Linked DNA regions of Zea mays: all the other regions are linked to region 1. A link is a contact called in public Hi-C data. All regions are on one chromosome and are shown on one strand. The core of a region is the stretch at or near the end of the contact, and the rest is flanking DNA. Distances in the headings are between cores, read along the strand shown. Region 1 holds the start of LOC100281414. Region 2 holds the start of LOC100276415. Region 3 holds the start of LOC103635078 (villin-2).

Region 1 (4,563 bases), core at 1,095-3,594:
AATCTGTTCTGGATGGAGGGAGCATCATTGTATCAGTTAAGGAAATCTGCATTGTACGACAAGAAGTAAACCAGCCAACAGATGTTACAGTTGATGGTAATTTCTCCTTGAAATGATTTATATTGAAGTTCCAAACTAGCCAAGCATAGAATTCTGACGACACAGAGAGTTCAGGTAAAGAGGTACTAACAGGATCACTCTTGAAGAAAACCAATGATGTTCTTGTGAGGATGAACCAACGTTTCTTCCATGATTTCCATCCAATCCCTGGTAAAAGCAAGATGCATGAGCTATCTTTCTCAATAAATAATAAAATGTACTAACAGAAGTAAACATACTTAAAAGAGCATATTAACCATGTGGAACTGAACTAATGAGATCAGTGTCGTGTCAAATAAAAATTATATGGCAAAAAGATCACTTGATTTAAATAATAATTCCAATAGCTCAAGTCGTTTGAGCATATAGATTGAGAGGGTTATTTAGTTGGTTGATTTGCTGTCAAGCAAAAAAAATTTGAAAAACTAGTGTCCAATACATGACTGTATATAACAGCAGTTACTTCTCTCACACAATTAACTCAGAAGAACTGAGAAAAAAAATGATACAAGCAATGATGTTTTTTCATGCATAAAACAGCTCCTTCAGCCTCATCTTTAAGAAACAATCTTTTCATTTTTTACATACAATTCTGGAATTTTCTTCAAGTTCCTGGTGAACATATATTTGATTGCTCAACGAGGAACTAAAATGAAATGAGCACCATGTGGGAAACATTATGTTGAAAAAGATAGATAGGGGACAAGGGATTACCTTTGGATGATATGAAAAGAGGCCCACTCTTGAAAACCTGGTTAGAATGGTTATAGCATCAGACATGTAATACAAACAGCAAATAATAAAAGAGTTCAATACTGCACTAGTCCACCCCCAAAACCCTAGTCCTAGTTTTCAATCATGTACAACCAAAGGCCGATTCAGTATAAGTAGTGTGGAGCAATAAAAAAATGCCCTGCTCAGTTAAGTAATTTGATTTCAGCTCTAGTGATAACAGGAAATGCCCATCTGTATCCTAAATGTGGGAAGCATGAAAAGGTACTAGGAGTAACTGAAGTGGTTCGCTTCAATTGGTCAATGCATCTGTGTTTTTTTCTGAAATAAATAAAAAGATGTTAAGTATCAGGGTTGGTCCATTATCGACAAATCTTTTTTGAATTTCATGAAGCATCCATGTTGATCCACAAAGAATGTACACATTTTTTATGGTTGATGGCAGGTTGTGCTACAGCAAGTGTATATCTCCATATCAGCCTCATAAATTCTTCCCCTCGTTGTATTGTTGCTTCTCACAACCACAATATCACTAGTTGCTTCGTTTCCCATATTTGATATACTCTAGCATGTTTTTACTGTTTCTGCCCCATGTTGCATACCACGAATACCCTAGACTGGTCTTCCTTTACAGCCTGCCCCATGTTAATCAATATCACTTTCTTTTGCGGAAAAAAGCAATGTCACTTATCTCAGCAGCCCGCCAAAACCCCTAAGTTCTCAAGGCAGATCAGACCCACAATACTCTTCCCACCATTGTACAGCCAACAGTCCAACACGACAGACTATAGGAATGCACTTCTAATTTGTATCTCTGGCGCACCCTGATGGCAAATTTCGCCTACAGGCAGTCTGAATCTGAACTGCACTGCCAGCAATCCACCAGTATCACCATCAATCCGTTCAAATGTAGCTACCGAGGACCAAGCGGGCGGAAACTCTACAGTCCGTCACATCAGCACCGCAATCTAACCAAGGTCCAACCCGCTCTATTAATAGCAATAGAAGCAGCGACTTGTGTAGACCAACACCACAGTGGAGAAGCGCATCCTTGCAGCTCAAACCATGCAAACTTGACAAGCAAGGTACCGGGCACCCAGCGATACGCGAAATAGGGGAGGGAGATGCTCATCAGCACCGGATACGCAAACCGCACCAGACCCCCGGTACCCACGCAAGGAACCACGCGAACGCACGCACCGTGTTGCCGTTGGCCGCCGCGGGGCCGCCACCTCCGCGCTGCTGGTACCGCTCGAACGCCGCCCCCGCCACCGGCGCAGACGACATCCCTGTCCCACCTGCGCCAGCGCCGCCGCCGCCGCCTCAGATCGGCAGCTCCCGCGCTACGGCAGCCGCTGCATTGGATCCGGAGCAGCAGCAGTGGGCGCCGCCGCCGATCTGGCGCGCCTCGGAGGGGCGGCGGTTAGGGTTTGGGTTTTGTGCGGCGGCTTCTGCAGGAGGAGGCAGAGGCGGAGAAGAGGAGCGGGTGGTGGTACGGCGAGGGAAAGGGAGGAAAGGAAAGCGACGCAGACGGTAGCGCTGTGAATGCGATGGCAGCAATGGCGCTGTCCGTCTTTCCCCTCCCTCCCTCCCCTCTCTCTCTCTCTCTCTCTCTCTCTCTCTCTCTCTCCCTCGTCCAGGTCCAGCTGCACGGGCGGGCTGTCCACTTTGGAGCCTCTCGGGCGGTGGGGGAGTGGGGTTGGGGGCTTGCTCTCTACGCTTTCTCTCCCCGCTAAGCTAAGCCAGCGTTCGGATAGGAGTAGGTGATTTGTGTTAATTCTTTCCGTTAAGCCCCTGGCCCATGGTTGGGTTTGGGTCCTAACTAATCTTACCTATTATGCAAGGTACATATAATTCTTGTTTTTAATCAATCAATCAACCAACCTTAAATTTAACGAACTATATAGAAAATATGCACATTCGTAACAGGTAATAAACATCAATAAATTAAAGAGATGTATTTTTATAATAACGTATTTGAATATATTAATGCCGGTACTATTTCATATACCTTGTCAATCTTGACTTAGTTTAAAACTAGGATTGCATTTTTTTAATGGATGTAATACTGTGTGCTTAGATTTTTGAAATCAAATAGAGCGATTTTCCTTCAGTAATTAAGTATATTATTCTTTAATAAATTTATTTGGTAAATAAAAAATGAACAACAGTAACTAGAAGAAGAGTATAAAGAAAAATAAAATATAAATAAATCGATTTAGTAAATAAATATATAAGAGTAAAATGGAAAGAGCAGGCATAAACTATGCCATATTTGACAAACTCTAGCTCTAGCAAAAATATGTCGATTATGCATTTGCATGACTCCTTTCATTTATAGTTTAGATTAAATATAAATATTTAAATCACTTTAATTTAGTGCATAGTTTGTAGAGCCAACATAGATCTTGGAACCTTAGAGATATGTCAAACGAACCCTTAACATTGTATTTTGTTTGGTCATCCAAAACTCGACCTGCGAGGGGTAAGACAGCCCTCGGGCATTGAATTAAAAAGAAGATCTTCTCACACAGGTCGAGAAAAACCCACAGACAAGGGGATTTTTTTAACCACAGCCTGAAAATCGCTCCCACGGGGAATCGAACCCAGGACCTGAGGAGTGCTACTCAGACCACCTAACCAACTCAGCTAGAGGCCCTTTCGCTGTTTGGTCATCCAAAACGAGGGCAACAAAACTTCTTTTTATAATTTCATGGTGATGAGATATATGGTGTTGTTTGGTTCAGACGTTGTTAATAGAATAGTAATGGGATATCTTAGCAGCGGTAATGGTTACCGGTTATAATTGTATTAGATAGTATTATCTAGTGCTGCTGAAAAGAGCTCAACTAAACAAAAAAAAAGAATCGATGTCCATTATCTCATATAAATCATTTGCTTTACATTTCCGCGAAACAAACGACACCATAATTGGATAGGAAGGAATTTCAATGTGGTCACGCATATAGCTAGCTTCACAACAAATTTGTGATATATTCATCACTACAAACATGGTGATTTTATTGTTACAAAGAATTGACGTGTCTAAAATTAATCATAAAATATCAATCGAGACTAAGAGACAAGAGTTTGAAGTAGTCTATGGCTTGTTTGGTTTTTTTTTTGCTGAAGACCTTTTCAGAGCATTTGGATTCCTAGATAAGCTAGCTATCACAAGAATCTCACGAGCCTTGCGTTCTAAGAAAGATGAAGAGTTTTATTAGGTTTAGGTTTAGGAAACGATAAATTTCTATCATAGTAACGATTAAGCAGATTTTATATTTACGTTGATTTAGACGATTTTTACGAGGCCAGAAGCCAATACTGTCGGTTAGAAGAAAAAACAAATAGGACATATTTCTCGTCATATTCAGATGTAGCGACTTCTACGAGTTAGCCTTTGCCAGCGAGTCAGTAACAAGTGGGCGTTATGAAATAGTTGAATGCAGCGACGATTACATATAATAAAAAAAGAAAAGGTCGAGCCGCCCGTCTACGGCTTTTTTTACCCGTGTCAGTGGTGCCGCACCATTATTTAAACAGACAAGGGCGTATTAGCTAATGTGTTAGTGGGGGTGGGCTGCCCGTCCGCCTGGCTGGGCAGTTGAGACGCGTGGCTCCGCCTGCCTCTCCTTTCGCTCTTTTTTCCTCGTCCTCACCTGCTTATTTTTCCCCGTTTCCTCACCTGCTACAGTATCCGGCGGGGGATGGATAGTCTACTCTCGTCTCGTG
Region 2 (4,563 bases), core at 1,028-3,527, 240 kb after region 1:
ACAACACTTACTGAATCCGCAGCTAGCCTTATCTACCTATGGAGTCAGATCTTCTAAAACTTTCTATACCACATGGTGCAGATAGCAGCAAATATTGCAATGCCACTGAAAACACACAGCGTGTCGAACCGGCACTCGCTGCGTATCTTCTCTTCCTTCAGCTCACTCTGTGCCTTGAGGTACAAATTGCAAGACTCCAGCACCTCATCGTAGTTCCTGCTGCGGTGGCAGCTCAGCGCCTCCTTGAGGAGGAGGAGGCTGCAGCGGCCGTTGAGATGGACGCCGCCCATGTCCTGGATCTGCATGCTCAGTTCCGTCAGCGCGAGCGTCGAAGGCTCCCCAGCCTCCTCGCCGCCCATGCCTGTCACGCGGAACTTCATCAGCAGGATGCATTCCGCCACCTGGCAGGGCAGGACCTCCTTCGCCGGAAGCACAGACCCGAACCGCAGAACGAAGTCAGCATCGGTCGGCCAGTGCCTCTGCCCGCTCAGCGGGTGCCAGCTCGTCAGGTTCACTGCCCTCTTCATCTTCTTGTTGACAACAATCCAGCTCAGCTTTACACCATCGTTCAACTCCCTCCATAGCTTGCCGTCTTTCCTTTCTTGCTCCATTGAGGGTACCGGTGACACGCCACTGACAGTGGATAGGAATACATCTCCGTTGTTGTTCTCGTTGTTTTCAGCCGAGTGTTGAGACAGGTCGATCCGGAACGGGTAGTTGTAGAACCATCCATTGGCACTGTCTGAGCTGGGAATTCCCCATATGACCTTCGAGTAGAGCGCATGGCCTTTGTACCATACATCGATCAAAGACACGAAATCCGAAGGCAATGAGTTTTCAGAATCGTCCATGCCGCCGTCGTCGTAGTAGTAGTAGTCAAGACTCAGCCCATTCTTCGGCAAAGAAGTTAGTTTCATTGGCTTGAACCACAGGGACGTCCTTGTTCAGTATAAGTGTGAAACAATCCGCATAGAACTTCCTGAACCCACCAGCAGAGGCAATTAAGCTCCTAACGTCATCTCGTCTCATTGATGGCCACAGAGATGTGCAGGCATTTTCCCACAGATCCTCTTCATTTGATATGGCACGAAAATCAGCGCAGGCACAGCCTGCTCTTGCCAGAGCTGCAGCATCGAGACGCTTGAGTATGTCGTAAAAGAGGTCAGCACTCAGCGATGCCATGATCACAGCCAGCTGCAGTTGCAGCTAAAAGAGATGACACCCAATCAAGCTGGAGCATAACAACACAGGACTATGGTTAGTTTCTTCTCAGCATACCAATTGATATTATATCAACAGATCTCCAAAGTCATCCAATGAGTAGATAGATGACTTTAGTGAGATGTTGCTTCAAAGAAAAAAAATATGTAGTGTGCTGCTGAAACTTTGGCCCATCAGTTAAATTTCTTAATAGAAAGAGAGGATCTCAATAGCGGTGCAGAGTAGGCCAAAACGACCAAACTCCCAGATCTGGAAAACCAAGGCATCCAGTTCCAAGCCTGCTCGGCAGCACAAAATCAATACGACTGTCCTAAAATCAACAGCTGTTATTTACATCACAGATACTCTTCCTGGCGCTTGTATTGCACTATGACAGTGAATGGAACTAGCCATTTCAATTGGCCATAGAAGCAATGTTATGGTTGCTTCATTGCCAACAAAAGAGCTGAGCACTTGCTTAGTAATGAACTAAAATCTAGTGAAACATAAGTTGGGAAGTCAATCAGTCTCTTTTTTTTTTGGTGAAGCTTAAACCAATCAGTCTTTTGGCCAGGCACTGGGAGGAGGCGACGAACAGGTTGTGCATAGTTCTATTGGAGTGACCGCGTCTTGCTGGTGAGAGAAGAAATCACGGGCAGGAAACTGAATCAGAACCACCCACCACCCAAAAAAAACCCCCACAGATCTAGGGTTACAGCTGCAGGAGGAGCAAGAAGCATCGAGGGGAAGAGGGAGACGAGAGAGGCAGGCTCACCTCAAGAATCAAGATTCGTCAGGCGTATGAGGTAGAGACGACTGACTGGACTGTTCAGTATTCACTCCTTGAACAGCACAAGGTGGCGTCAGGGTTTAAATAAGGATAGGTCCTAGCTGTCCTTCCTCGCATCGCCATCGCCTCGTGAGTAATGTCGCCGGATAAGCGCAGGCCGGACCATGGCGTACGCGGGGTCGCGGTTCGCGGGCGTATCAACGAGCCACGCGACGGCCGGCCTGCCGGCTGCGCGGCGTTGTGGTCTCTTTCGCAGCCTCCTCGCTCCGCGTTGCAGGACGACCCCCGGTCTAGAAAGGGCGAGCGTGTGCCGATCTGCCAGCGCACACCTTTTTTCTTTGTTTCTTCGAGGGTCCCGGCGCACAGGTTGTTGATGTTTTTGGTCTTCACGAGACTATCTCCGGTATTTCTCATATCACATTTTCTATTACACATTTTTATTTCAAGTTTCACTCGATAAATAGTGTTATCTATAATATATTACATGACCATGTATATGATTTGCTGAACACAATTTTATAGAATATACACTATTTTAGTTTTTATGAGACAACTTTTTAAGAATATGACATTACTGCTACCATATACTGCTACCATATATACGATCTGTTGAACACAACTTTATAGAATATACACTATTTTAGTTTTTACGATACAACTTTCTGACATTATGTTAGTGCTAGATATGTAGATATTTTTAATTGTAGTTTAATCTAGAAAAAGTATAATGACAACTTGGTGACATCGTTCCATTTTATCACGATAAACATATAAGAAGTACAAAGAAACAAGACTTTAAACAATCAAGAAGACAAAACATACCTAGCGGCGCTAGTCGATGTAGCCATTTCGTTAGATGCAGTGTTGGTATGTAATTGTGTTGATCACTACCAAAGCAATATACCATGAAGGAGAGAACATAGCTTAGCACCAAAAATGAGAGGAGCAAGCGAGCAATCATGGCGCTTACGAACACTACCCAAAATTGTGTTTATCGTCCTTAACCCGAGCAGGTGAACTCTTGGACGACACTTGTTTCGAAGGCCTGTTCTTCCTGTGTTTGTGTGCGCAAGAACTAAAACTGAGTGCTTGGCTAACAGCTAAAACAACATCAGCGAAAGCGAACCGATAAACAAAGACAAGATGGAGTTTATATAGGTGAACAAGGAGAATCAAAGAGACATAGGAGATTAGACATCGGGAGAACCAAGCGAACCCGAAAGATTATACGACGCGAAAATCGAGCGGGTGTGGGAGATCATAAGGAAACTTCACAACCGGACGAGTAACTTCTGGAGTTACAAGCTATGAAACTTCTAAAACTCCTTGCACACGCTCTAACTCTGTGACATTTTGATTCCCTGCACGCTCTGTGTCTACATCACACCATGTTGTGACCCGACTGACCGTGATCACGCCTTGTCTCGCTTTGGCTCGGTGGCGGCGCGTACATGCGTGGCACACCTTAACCATTTTCTCAACCACTTAAGATAGACATACAAGATCTAACCATATAAATTGTGTTACCATCACTTAGCTTTCTCAAGTGTTGTTGTCAAGCATATTGACATTAAATATTATGTTATAAAGAAGAGAGTTCATGATCAAATAATTGACCATGAGCATATACATATACGTACAGAGCAAATGTTTGCAGGTCTGCTCACTAAAGGGCTTATACTCAACGTATTTAGAAAACTCGTAACCAGTATAGGTTTAATGGAGCACCTATGATTCTGGACTAAGGGGTCATAAAAATACAACCATCTTCCTCAAGTTTTAGGTTCTATACTTTGAGATAGAAATGTGCACTATAGTCATTGAGTTCAATAGTACCTAACAAGTTGCTTAAATGTCTTGGTGTTGGTGTACTGATGTATTGTGAAGTGAAAACCATAAGTTATGAAATTAAGACGTTAATAAAGTAAAAGTTGTAAGTATAAGAAAATGAGTATGAGATTAAATGGAGAGAATGTTAGGGTTGATCTTGACCGTCTCGGTCATGGACCGAGTCGATCCTATCCTATCATAACACATTTTGAATCATGCGCATTTTTTGCGAATCAAAGCTGGAGAACATTATTTATATCTGCTCTCTAGGTGCTTGAGGACGAAGTATTTATCGCATAGAAAAATTATTTATTGGTCCCTCCAGCGAGATAGATACGGTAGAGATAGCTACTGCCTACTGCTCCAACTTCAATCTGTCTAGGTGCTTCCTTCCGTCAAGCTTCGTTGCAAAGTAATGCTTCATAAATTCCTCATAATCCGTTGATCCATACCGCTCATTACCGCCATTCACGAACTCCGGCAATGGGCCAACCCTCATGTTCTGGCGAGGGTACAGGAACAGCGCCGCCGACATTCTCTCTCTGGTTGGGTGTACCACGGCCCTGTGCTCAACGCTGGTGAATTTTCCATTACTCAGGATCTGCAAAACGGACACAAGACGATCGATATACATCAGCCACATAGAATCCACACAAAACTGACAGCACGTACGTACCTCAAGAAAGTCGCCGACGTTGACGACGAGGGCGCCGTCGATGGCGTCCACGGCGAACCACCTGCCG
Region 3 (4,563 bases), core at 1,472-3,971, 220 kb after region 1:
TCGAGGGCTAAGGCCAAGAGCCTCCCGAGTGGACAAAGATAATCCTATAACAACTAAGTCTGGAGTCACCCGCAAAAGGCAAAGGAATACAACTGGCACTAGATAAAGACATGACAACCCTCGAATGTACGATGCCACATTCAAAGTCTACTCCTAACAACCTTATGGCGTTGTCACTTTAGATAAGGCTTCTATACATCATATTAAATATGATGTGCGACATTACAGTCCGATAGACGCATTGTTCCCATGATTTAGGAATTTGACATACTCAAGACCACTATTATTATGTGACATCATCCATGTAGCCATGTGTGGGCACGCTAGTATACCAGGAAGTGTTATAATGTATGGATTGCTACACTAGTCACTAGCTATGTTGAACCCGACATCGTGGAATTAATGTGGTGTCCTCTAATACGACATGATACACCTTCCCTGTGATGAAACATCTGACATCATAGTGGGACACCCTCAGCATTGTTGTATGACCGAAGGCATGACACTGCGACCAAGATAAGATTGGGGATGATAGACTATAACTATTAGAAGCTCACAGTCTAGCTAATATGTAATCCTCTCTCCTCCTTTAGAATATAAAAGGAGGAACAAAGCAACACAATGGGAGATTCCCAATCTTTGGCTAGTCCTATCAAGTCGAGATACTAACTTCTAAGGATAGACATAAATGTGAACTAGGGACCGTTATGTTAGAACTTTCACCATTAGCAAATATGAAAAAGGAGTTAGTAGGTCATGATGTTCGGTTGATGGTATAGCCTGTAAATCTTCTTCACATTGGTGTTCCTCTTTACTTTTATATGTAGCCTGTAAATCTTCTTCACATTTGTGTTTCTCTTTACTTTTATATTCATCAGTCCACCACTCACAAAAGAGGATGTAGGGTATTACACACATCCGCGGCCTGAACCTCTCTAAACCGCTCTCGTGCTCATATCCAGTTGCACCCAAAGTTTAACGCATAACCTACCACGGCAACAAAGTTCATATCAATTGGTAAATCCACCTTACCATTCACATGCAATCTGTAAGGGAATCAAAAAATGTATATTAGATGCACGTGTGTGTGGTGAAAGAGATACATGGACATATACACATGTTATGAAAATTGTTGGATAAATATGCTATTGGTAGGACTTGAACATCGGTCTCTCGGAGAGCTAAGTGCCCTAATCAACAAATAATTACAACATAGTTGTATGTTTCATGGAACAATAGTTGTTATATATGCCAAGACGGGATAATGGTTCATCACTAAGATATGTGGTGCCGAGCTTGGCATCAAAATGCACGATATCGAGGTGTTGTCTATGTCGGTATTTTGGGGAACGACTACTATGCAAGCAGCTATCAAATGGTGGAAACGTACAAGCGAGACTCTTGGTCCGTTAGATCTGGATCCAACCGCATATCATATTTAATACTTAAACCCTTCACCACCACCTCATGTAGTTTTATAAAAAAAGCCCTACCAAACTACGATAGCATCTACCGTTCGATCCAGATCTAACGGACAAAAAAACTTGCTTACATGGTTACACCTAATGGTTGTTTGTATAATAGTCGTTGTCATACTTTGACCCTGGACGCTAAAACATGCTCAGCGCAATGACCGATATATTCGAAAACAATAATTAAATATGAACGGTTTATAAAAAATCGGGTAGTGCACTAGTGTTGCCCCGGCCGGCGTAGGTCGACGGTGCCTCCGGACAAGGGTGACGAACGCCACGGGCTAGCCTAGGACTGGACGTTCGGGTTTACCCGAAATTTCGGGTCGGGCTTTTTGGGATTTTTATATTTCGGGTTTTCAACAGTAGAACCCGTATCCGTACCTGAAATTTCGGGTACCCGCAATTTCGGGTTTGGGTTTGGGTTTGGGTAAAATTCGGGTACCCGCTATTATAAATCATACACAAGAGTATATGACAGGTGGACAACAAACAAAGTCATAAACCAAGACTTTTCAGCTATTATTACAAAATCTCTAGAGCAGCTAAAAACCAATAGAAACAGGAGTCCACTGTCTAATCTTGCCCATATGCCCACTAAGCTCAAAGAGCTGCTCAAGCTACAGTGAGTTTGATTGCCCGGTGAGTTTGATCGCCCATTAAGTTCTGGGATCTTCCAAACTGACGCACCAAAGTCCTCACCTGCATTCACACAACAAAATTTTCAAATAACGGGAAAATCACACACTACAGATTTGCAAATTGCAATGCTCATAAATAGAGAGGCAACTTTTCCGTTCGTTACCAGACGTGTAGACTATGGAGAAGACCCTGTGATCGAAGGTATATGATTTGAGATCCCAGATCTCATTGGGGTGGTAGAAGACTCTATCGCACACCAGCTCACTCTCTGCCGGCGAATTGCGTGGGAATGGGAGGCTGGGAGCTAGGGCTGCGAGTTGTGACATGCCGAGTTGCCGATATCAACTGGGCGTGGCCCGTGGGCTGTGCTGTGCCGCTGTTGGGCTTGGGCTAGCATGCTGTCTAATTTCGGGTAGAATGGGTACTTCGGGTACCGCGGATGAATACCTGATTAGGCCCAAACTTACTTTGGGTATCTAGTTTTGTTACCCGTTGGAACTGTTCGGGTAACGGGTCTCGGACTAAACGGGTACAAGTTCGGGTATTTTAGGTAACGGGCTTCGGGCTCGGGTTTTATGCCCAGTCCTAGGCCAGCCACTAGCAACGTGTCCCTCTTCGATCTATTATTGTGTCCCTCTTCGATCTATTATTATTCGCTCCTTGTATTCGCAGTCTCGCAGAGACTCCCTACTCGAGCTCGATCGCCCCCTTTCCTACCGAGTACCGACCATCCATCCGTCCGTCGCTGCGGCAACCACAAGTATAGAAGTAGCGGCAGATCGCCGCGCGCGTATAAATAGGGGCCATTCTAAAAGCAGGCAAGCGCAAAAGCCGCGGCGTCCATCCACCCCGACCCATCCAATCCGTTCCATTCCTACGTCGGCTCGGACCTCGGAGACACAGGGATCGTCTTCGTCCCCGGCCTCTCGCCTTCCTCCACCCCCCTCTCCTCTCTCTCGCTGGCTCGTGGCCAACCCACCCACCCACCTCCGCTCCGCCCCGCTTCCATCGATCCATTCCGCGATCGGCCTTACACGTCTAACAGGTACGATCGACCGCTCGATCCATCATAGCGTTTCTGCATTTCCTATTCTCCCGGTCTCGCTCGTTTCGATTGATCGACCTCTTTGCGTGGCGTGGATGGATGCGTGGTTGCGACGCGGATCTCATGATGATGGTTTAAAATTTCTTCTGTGCCTGTGCGCTCTTGCAGTACATGAGTTTCTAACTGGTGCGAGCCCAAGTAAAGTTCTGTAATTAGTCACATTCCTGCACAATGTCGACTGCGAAAGTGGTGCTTGAGCCTGCATTTCAAGGAGCTGGCCATAAACCGTATCCCTACTACTACCATACCAGTAGATGGCTTCATGCAAGCTGCCACCTTATTTTAGCTGTTTTTTTTCTCTTTCTGTGTCTTCGGTTCCACACGCAAGAGTTGTCTTTTCTCTTTATGTTGGCTATGTGCTCCTTGACTTGAGCACAGAGGGACAGAGATATGGAGGATCGAGGATTTCAAGCCAGTCGCTTTGCCAAAATCAGACTATGGCAAATTCTACTGTGGAGATTCTTATATAGTTCTGCAGGTAATAATTTTAACCTTTCCTTTTTCCAGAGCCACCAGCATTCTCTCTTTTCCCCTACACAAACTGTATTTTATTATTATTAATTAATGCACTGTACCTGTCCCATTTTTTAGACGACATGTAAAGGAGGTGCTTTTATTTTTGACATCCATTTCTGGATCGGAAAAGATTCCAGCCAGGTAGTAGGTTTTCTGTGCCTGCTCCTCAGATCTCCTACGACGCTACAAACGACATTCCGTGCCCACCTGTCGAAAACTGTTCTTGTCACGCAGGATGAAGCTGGAACTGCGGCGATCAAGACAGTTGAGCTTGACAGCATGCTCGGGGGCCGTGCGGTGCAGCACAGGGAGCCACAGTGCTACGAGTCTGATAAATTCCTCTCGTATTTTAAACCGTGCATCATACCCATGGAGGGCGGCTTTGCTTCTGGGTTCAAAAAGCCAGAAGTGGACAAGTTTGAAACACGTCTATATATCTGCAAAGGGAAGAGAGCTATCAGAGTTAAAGAGGTGCATTGTGTTCCACCACATCCTCGCTTCCTGTATGTTTCATCAGCTGTTTAAGCCAATCCTAATGCTGTCTTCTTTGCTCAGGTTCCATTTTCTCGTTCATCGTTGAACCATGATGATGTCTTTATCTTGGATACTGAGAACAAAATATATCAATTCAACGGTGCAAACTCCAACATCCAAGAAAGAGCCAAAGCCTTGGAAGTGATCCAGCATTTAAAGGAGGAATACCATGACGGAGTGTGCGCTGTTGCAATCGTCGGTGAGATGAGAATGAGACGAATCTCATACATGTGAAACGTCAGCAAGTTCACACACACTTATACATTTTTTTGTTGCCTTGATAATAGATGATGG

What was found. Hi-C and Micro-C count contacts between places; a contact is called where the count stands out from the background.
Region 2: a contact with region 1 is called in a Hi-C map of an unstated tissue, with 5 times the contacts expected there. The contact joins the promoter of LOC100276415 here to the promoter of LOC100281414 in region 1. A contact is called at or near these places in 3 of 25 Hi-C or Micro-C datasets (ear, leaf and an unstated tissue).
Region 3: a Hi-C map of leaf shows a contact between it and region 1, with 5 times the contacts expected there. The contact joins the promoter of LOC103635078 here to the promoter of LOC100281414 in region 1. A contact is called at or near these places in 6 of 25 Hi-C or Micro-C datasets (bundle sheath, ear, endosperm and 2 more).

The regions. Positions count from the first base shown.
Region 1 is chr1:61,842,268-61,846,830 of Zm-B73-REFERENCE-NAM-5.0, forward strand. LOC100281414 reads right to left here and starts at 2,345. Exons shown (of 22, transcript NM_001154332.2): 1 at 2,032-2,345; 2 at 814-850; 3 at 191-267. The coding sequence starts at 2,118.
Region 2 is chr1:62,080,724-62,085,286 of Zm-B73-REFERENCE-NAM-5.0, forward strand. It overlaps LOC100276415, which reads right to left and starts at 2,278. Exons shown (of 2, transcript NM_001150214.2): 1 at 1,976-2,278; 2 at 1-1,231. The coding sequence starts at 917. The coding sequence ends at 54. It also overlaps the pseudogene LOC103635087.
Region 3 is chr1:62,063,461-62,068,023 of Zm-B73-REFERENCE-NAM-5.0, forward strand. LOC103635078 (villin-2) reads left to right here and starts at 2,722. Exons shown (of 24, transcript XM_008657631.3): 1 at 2,722-3,159; 2 at 3,328-3,446; 3 at 3,598-3,697; 4 at 3,811-3,876; 5 at 3,970-4,206; 6 at 4,291-4,468; 7 at 4,557-4,563. The coding sequence starts at 3,391.